2 separate regions of the Mus musculus genome follow, and region 1 is linked to region 2. Evidence: chromatin contacts called from public Hi-C data. All regions are on one chromosome and are shown on one strand. The core of a region is the stretch at or near the end of the contact, and the rest is flanking DNA. Distances in the headings are between cores, read along the strand shown. Region 1 has its middle 37 kb from the start of Gm41018. Region 2 holds the start of Fam151b (family with sequence similarity 151, member B).

What was found. A called contact is a pair of places that touch in the nucleus more often than the background predicts.
Region 1: a contact with region 2 is called in a Hi-C map of the G1E-ER4 cell line, with 2.2 times the contacts expected there. The contact joins the enhancer-like site here to the promoter of Fam151b in region 2. A contact is called at or near these places in 8 of 39 promoter capture datasets (the C10 cell line, cranial neural crest, embryonic stem cells and 5 more), 1 of 15 datasets of contacts at CTCF or cohesin (large pre-B cells), 11 of 484 Hi-C or Micro-C datasets (the G1E-ER4 cell line, the N1E-115 cell line, Th1 cells and 7 more), 5 of 115 datasets of contacts at active chromatin or transcription factors (VIP interneurons, astrocytes, embryonic stem cells and 2 more) and 3 of 9 other capture datasets (adipose tissue, liver and macrophages).

The regions. Positions count from the first base shown.
Region 1 is chr13:92,742,081-92,745,666 of GRCm38.p6, forward strand. No RefSeq gene overlaps it. Among named protein-coding and RNA genes, the nearest start is that of Gm41018, 37 kb to the left of the region's middle. Within about 2 kb of position 1,486, at least 14 of the 459 cell types and tissues checked have an H3K27ac peak or open chromatin away from gene starts, as enhancers often do. A contact at or near this core is called in the G1E-ER4 cell line and pre-megakaryocyte-erythroid progenitors, where this site is marked.
Region 2 is chr13:92,482,303-92,486,120 of GRCm38.p6, forward strand. It overlaps Fam151b (family with sequence similarity 151, member B), which reads right to left and starts at 1,729. Exons shown (of 6, transcript NM_001163627.1): 1 at 1,626-1,729. The coding sequence starts at 1,650. It overlaps Gm52060 (a long non-coding RNA gene), which reads left to right and starts at 1,771. Exons shown (of 3, transcript XR_003950692.1): 1 at 1,771-1,834; 2 at 2,643-2,717.

The sequences.
Region 1 (3,586 bases), core at 236-2,735, 260 kb after region 2:
AAGCTTATGCTGGCCTATGGCTCCTGTCTAGCTCCCACTTTCCTGGTCTGGTTGACATGATGGACTGGAACTACAAGCCAATGTCAGAATGCTTTTCTCCTGAAAGTCTCTCCCATCCATCTTGTCCCAGTGCTAAGAGAAGCTGCTGACACAACGGCATGTACATTCAACACCACATGTCCAAGTTAAAATTTACTGATGGAAGACTTGAAATAAATCCTGTGTCAGAAGTCACTAGATCAAAGCTGTGGCTTCTTAAGGTCCAGGGCCTTAGCTTCTCACCTGCGAAAGCACTCAGTGCAGGGGCTTCTTATGAGATCCCAGTGCACAGTGCAGACATCTTAAAACATACAAACAACCCAACAAAACAACAACAGACAGAACAAACAGCAGAAGCCTGGAGGCCCAGTTTTAAGAAACCAAACTTAGACTGAGTTGGAATCCAGCTTTTTTTTTTTTTTAAATCCAGCTTTATGAGTGTGTGTTGGGAAGCAAAGCACAGGCTCTTTGTTATAGTTTTATTTTAATTGTTATTACAAGCATCATGTAACTGCTCACACTTTTCTTTTAGCTCTCTTTTTACTATCAGCTACACGTATACCTGTGTGTCTGTATGGAGGTATTTGGTGTGAGTGTGGGTACCTGTGGAGGCCAGTACAGAGCATGGCATCACTTGAGGTTGGAGTTATAATTGGTTGTGGCCCTCAGGCTCAGGTACCTTAGATTGACCTCAGGTCCTGAGGTCATACAGGCACAAGGGCAGTATGTGCTCTTAACCATGGAGGCATCTCTCCAGCCCTACACACAGGCTTTCCTTAGCCAATATTCTACCATTCATTTGATTTCTGAGTGACTGATCGATTGATTAAGATAGGGTCTCTTGTATGCACTGTGGCTTCCGCCTTGTTATGTAGACGATAACCTTGCACCTCTGAGCCTCTCTGGAGTAGTGCAGTTGCAGATGTGTGCTGCTATGCCCAGTTTATGTGATGCAAGAGATCAAACCCAGATCGCAGTGCATGTTGGGTAAGCACTCTCCAACCTGATCTAAAGCCCAGCCTCTTGCACTTCCTCAATTTTTGTGCTTGTTGTTTTTTTATTTCTTGTAATGATAACATAAGTACCTGTGTGTGTGTGTGTGTGTGTGTGTGTGTGTGTGTGTGTGTGTGTGTCCTTCTGGAATGGTAGGTGTGCTTTGTAGGGCCCCCTCTCTATACCTGGATCTGAGACGGTCTGCTTCTGCCTCTACTGACTAGAGGTTGGTAGGAAGGGCCCTAGAGACACTTGGAGCGAAGGGTGTCTGTGGAGGCATCCCTGTCAGTCCCTGAGGCCCACTGAGCTGACTTGGTTACAGGCCAGTTTGATGGTGGCCTCCTGCCTGCTCCTCTCTGAGTACTGAGGAGCCCAGCTCTCAGCATGTCCTCTGTCCTCTCCCAGAGGGCCTCTGGTATCAGCCCTTACTGAGGCCTCCCTTCAGGAAGTTGGGTGGATCCAGAGGATGAGGCTTTATCTCCTGTGGCCCTCTGTGGCAGCGTTCTGTAGTTACAGGGTGTTCTTGTCGGGATCCGCTTTTCACCACTGTTCACTGGCAAGGCTTAGTGGAGCCATTGGGTAGATTTGCAGGCATAGCTGTGGGGAGCCGTCACCTCTGCTCTTAGAGTACAGGGTAACCCTTCCTATAGTCACACGGCCCCGTTAGAGGTTTCTGTCACCTCATGCTGCGTAGACATGAGATAGACAGGGCCACTTCAGACTCTCCTCTTCTGTCCCCAGTCCTTTCTCTCCTTCCTCTGCCTTCCCTCTACCTTTTGAGCAACAGGACCACCTTAAATGCCACTTTTAAAGTTACTTAGTTCTCACCTTGTCCCGCCTCTGGATCAGCCCCTTCTCTCTCTTTCTCTCATCTGTCTGCCTCTTGAGCAACTCCAGTTTCTTTCTTTGATGAGCCTGAGTTTTTCTTTTTCTTTTTTTTTTAAATTTTTTTAAATTAGGTATTTTTCTCATTTACATTTCCAATGCTATCCCGAAAGTCCCCCATAACCCCCCGCCACTCCCCTACCCACCCACTCCCCCTTTTTGGCCCTGGTGTTCCCCTGTACTGGGGCATATAAAGTTTGCAAGTCCAATGGGCCTCTCTTTCCAGTGGTGGCCGACTAGGCCATCTTTTGATACATATGCAGCTAGAGTCAAGAGCTCGGGGTACTGGTTAGTTCATATTGTTGTTCCACCTATAGAGTTGCAGGTCCCTTTAATTCCTTGGGTGCTTTCTCTAGCTCCTCCATTGGGGGCCCTGTGATCCATTCAATAGCTGACTGTGAGCATCCATCTCTGTGTTTGCTAGGCCCTGGCATAGTCTCACAAGAGACAGCTATATCTGGGTCCTTTCAGTAAAAACTTGCTAGTGTATGCAATGGTGTCAGTGTTTGGAAGCTGATTATGGGATGGATCCCTGGATATGGCAATCACTAGATGGTCCATCCTTTCGTCACAGCTCCAAATTTTGTCTCTGTAACTCCTTCCACGGGTGTTTTGTTCCCAATTCTAAGAAGAGGCAAAGTGTCCACACTTTGGTCTTCGTTCTTCTTGAATTTCATGCGTTTAGCAAATTGTATCTTATATCTTGGGTATACTAAGTTTCTGGGATAATATCCACTTATCAGTGAGTACATATTGTGTGAGTCCCTTTGTGATTGGGTTACCTCACTCAGGAAGATGCCCTCCAGGTCCATCCATTTGCCTAGGAATTTCATAAATTCATTCTTTTTAATAGCTGAGTAGTACTCCATTGTGTAAATGTACCACATTTTCTGTATCCATTCCTCTGTTGAGGGGCATCTGGGTTCTTTCCAGCTTCTGGCTATTATAAATAAGGCTGCTATGAACATAGTGGAGCATGTGTCCTTCTTACCGGTTGGGACATCTTCTGGATATATGCCCAGGAGAGGTATTGCGGGATCCTCCGGTAGTACTATGTTCAATTTTCTGAGGAACCACCAGACTGATTTCCAGAGTGGTTGTACAAGCTTGCAATCCCACCAACAATGGAGGAGTGTTCCTCTTTCTCCACATCCTCGCCAGCATCTGCTGTCACCTGAATTTTTGATCTTAGCCATTCTGACTGGTGTGAGGTGGAATCTCAGGGTTGTTTTGATTTGCATTTCTCTGATGATTAAGGATGTTGAACATTTTTTCAGGTGCTTCTCAGCCATTCGGTATTCCTCAGGTGAGAATTCTTTGTTTAGCTCTGAGCCCCATTTTTAATGGGGTTATTTGATTTTCTGGAGTCCACCTTCTTGAGTTCTTTATATATATTGGATATTAGTCAACTATCTGATTTAAGGTAGGTAAAGATCCTTTCCTAATCTGTTGGTGGCCTTTTTGTCTTATTGACGGTGTTTTTTGCCTTGCAGAAGCTTTGCAGTTTCATGAGGTCCCATTTGTCAATCCTTGATCTTACAGCACAAGCCATTGCTGTTCTATTCAGGAATTTTTCCCCTGTGCCCATCTCTTTGAGGCTTTTCCCCACTTTCTCCTCTATAAGTTTCAGTGTCTCTGGTTTTATGTGAAGTTCCTTGATCCACTTAGA
Region 2 (3,818 bases), core at 479-2,978:
AGATTTGATTCAGACGAGGGAATTGAAAACAGCTGCAGGGTGGGGCGGTGTCTCCTGTCAGAATGCCCCCTTGCGTGTTAGATGTCCTTAAGCCACAGTTATGTTGTTTCCTTTGCATAAGAAACATCTAAAGCACCAGCGCTTTTCTCTACACTTGTTCACTAAGGAAGGGCGCGCATCTTCCAAAGAGCCAGTGCCATTGTATTACAGTGTGGTATGGCTGTGTGAGCATGTGCATGAGGAGACCAGAGGACAGTCACAGATGTCATTCTTGTGTTTTGAGAGAGGGAGGCTTGCTAACCTGGAGCTTACCAAGAAGACAACTCTGAGTGGTGTGCTATCTCCTTCCATGGATCCATCTGTTCCCATCCCCCCCAGTGCCCTCCTGTACCAGGGTCCCTGGTTTTCACACAGGCTGTGTGGATGGAACTCTTGTCCTCATGCCTGCAAGGCAAGAAGCTTTGCAAATGAGCTCTTTCTCCAGCCCTGCCAATGTGATTTTGACACCTACCTCTCCCTCTTTTGTGGGCCTCGTGGGAAGAAATACCTAAGAAATTGATATTGAATTGATCTACTATGGGTTGGGAGGGGAAAAGTCTCACCTTACCCAATAAATATGCACCATAAACATTTACAGAAACTTTCTTAAAATTCACAGTACAAAACCAGAGGGAGGCCCCCAACCTTGAGAGAGTCCACTCTATTCCTTCTTTGACGTTTGATAAATATAAGAACAAATAAAAAGAGTGTGAAGTTGAAGAGAGGTTTGGTAAGATCTGGGGGAGAGGGAAAGATAAATTGATCAAAATACATTGTTTAAAATCTTCAAAGGTTTTATGCAAAATAAAGAAATATTTAATGTTTATGTGTGTGTTAAAAAGCAGAGACGGAGAGATGGCTCAGAGGTTAAGAGCACCAACTGCTCTTCAAATTTGAAGGTCCTGAGTTCAAATCCCAGCAACCACATGGTGGCTCACAACCATTCGTAATGAAATCTGATGCTCTCTTCTGGGGTGTCTGAAGACAGCTACAGTGTACTTACATTTAATAAATGAAAAATCTTAAAAAAAAATAAAATAAAGAAGGTAGAGGGCTGAAGAGATGGCCTAGCAGTTAAGGGCACTGACTGCTCTTCCAGGGGTCCTGAGGTCACTTCCCCAGCAACCACATGGTGGCTCTCAACCATCTGTAATGGAATCCGATGCCCTCTTGTGGCGTGTCTCAAGACAGCTGCAGTGTACTCATACAAATAAAACAAAACAAACAAACAAAAAGTGAAAGGTTAAAAAAAAAAGATAATGTGGTATGTATGTAAGACCTTTTTGGAAGGATCCACCCACGAATGTGTAGCAGAAATTTGAGGGGGAAATGGGCTAATGATTGGGAAGGACTAGAGACCTTACTGAACCATTTTGAACTTTTAATATCAAAAATGAATTTTCCTTTTGTATCTAAACAATCGATTTACCCTAAATTGTTTCTACCTTTGTCACACGGAGATACTCTTCGGCCTCAGTTAAATCAGCCACCACTTGAACACCCCGCAGACACTGGCATTTACAACTCAATAACAAAACAGGAAAAAGAGTAGGCGGTACCCTGCCCGCTGAACCCTCCACACTTACCCGGGCCCCCTGCACATGCTGCCATGGTGACAGACAGACGCAGCGATCTGCGCAGGTGCACAAGGTTGGCAGTCTCCTGGTTGTCTTCCTGGCGGAAGCCAGATGACCTGACCGGAACCTCTGCGCCAGTGATGTAAAAGGTGCGCATGCGCACTGGAACTGCTAGGCTTGGGGCAGGGAGAGAAGCGGGGATAGTGGGAAGAGAGGAGGTGGGTCGCGGGGAGAGGATTGCGGGGCACATTTCCCATAGTGCAGTGGTCCAGTTCTGGTGTGGAGCTACTCATTCTAGGGTACAGCGGGCTGCAAAGCTAGAATACATTACCTGACAGCACAAACGGAAGTGGTTCTCGCCCAACCCTTCAGAGAGTAAAATTTTTAAGTCACTCTGACTTGAGTGGCAATTTTGGCCTCAACCGGGTCTCCAAAGTCTCTGGATTTCCTCCAGCTCAGCCAGAAAATATAGCCCCATTGCTTTATGGTCTTTGGTTTTCTACCTGTATCTTCACATTTAAACTTACTTCTTTACAAACAGCATAAACCACACACCTCTCACCTCAAGAGTTTATTCCTGAACCAAGTATGAGTGATAATCGTTCTAGAACACGAAACCAGTTGCCCCAGACATATTGCATAGTTTAGTAGTGTTTTTCGCTGTTTAAGAAAGTTATATATCCTGGAAAATTTCAAATACTTTTGTGGAAACATCAGGCATGCAGTTTACAGCAAACTGAGTGCACGTTTCCGTTCCTATCCGACGGTTCTTGGGTTTCAGGCTGGTACTGTGTTAACACATTCCAAAAGTTTCACCTAGTCACAAGGACATGAGGTCAAGTAAGCAATGCAATTAAGGGAGCTAAACACAGCACAAGAAGATGCTGCTAGAGCTTCAACATTCCAACACCCTCACCCTGGAAGTTCTAACCACCAGCCTTGTTAGTAATGAAATTGCTATTATCAAAGTACTCCTACGAATACAGGCAAGATTTCTAATGGATTTTTGTTCCTTTCTGCAATTAGGATGCTTTTTACCAATCGCGGAGTAAAAAACGTTCAGACAGAAGCAATGGAACCTACTTACACTCCATAACCCAGGTAATTAATATAGTATGACTACACAATGCTACACTGTAAGTAAGAAATGTCACTATGAACACGGTGTGGATGACCCTGGAAAAGTTAAAAACTATGAGTCGTTGCGTATGTAAAGGAAATCACTGTCAGGTAGGCAGCTGTGCCCTGTGCTCACTGCAATGTTAACTCCTAAAAGCAAGACACAAAACCAACCTAAGATCCACCAGTAGATGAATAGATAAAATGTAGCAAGGCCCATCATGAAGTTCAGGGTTCATATAGGAGACCCTGTTATTTGCAACAAGGATGAACTGTCAGATGTTGGGTGAAGGAGGACAGGCCCAGGAAGACCAAGGCTGCATGATTTCACTTCTATCACTGACCTAAGAATGCTGACCTGGACAAAAACTGATGATGGTGGTTGCTGGTGCTGAAGGGCAGAGTTGGCAGAGGAAAGGGAGATAGTGGGGCGATGTAAGATGTCAGGACACATTTCAGGTGGGAGAAACAGATTCAAGTGTTCTCTCACACAGCACAATAATTACAGCAATTCCAATGTCTTGTGCACTTTAAGAAACAGAGAGGAATAAGATCACTGCTGCTACTACCTCCAATTCATGGGATGGCACACACGATAAAGATGACTACCTGTTGAAGATATGTGGTGGAAGAACAGGGTAGATCCGTGCAGGTGGGATCTGCACAGCATTTAGGATTATAAAGGTCCTACTGCTTCTGTCTGGACATTTTTTACTCAGCCATTGGTAAAAAGCATCTTAATTGCAGAAAGGAACAAAAAATTAACACGCTAAATTTTCATGTTTCTTTTTGCTGAACTGTACACACAAGTCAAACATTTCAAAGCCACTCAACAAAATATCAAACCTAGAATAAGTAAGCAGTTTCTGTTTTATTTCAAGAAAGTCTTTTATCACTTGAATCATATCAAAATTATTCTATTAAACTTCTAGGGGCTGGAGAGATGGCTCAGTGGTTAAGAGCACTGGCTGCTTGTTCTTCCAGAGGTCCTGAGTTCAATTCCCAGCAACCACATAGCGGCTCACAACCATGTAATGGGATCAGATGGCCTCTTCTGGTGTGTCTGAAGATGGCTACTGTGTA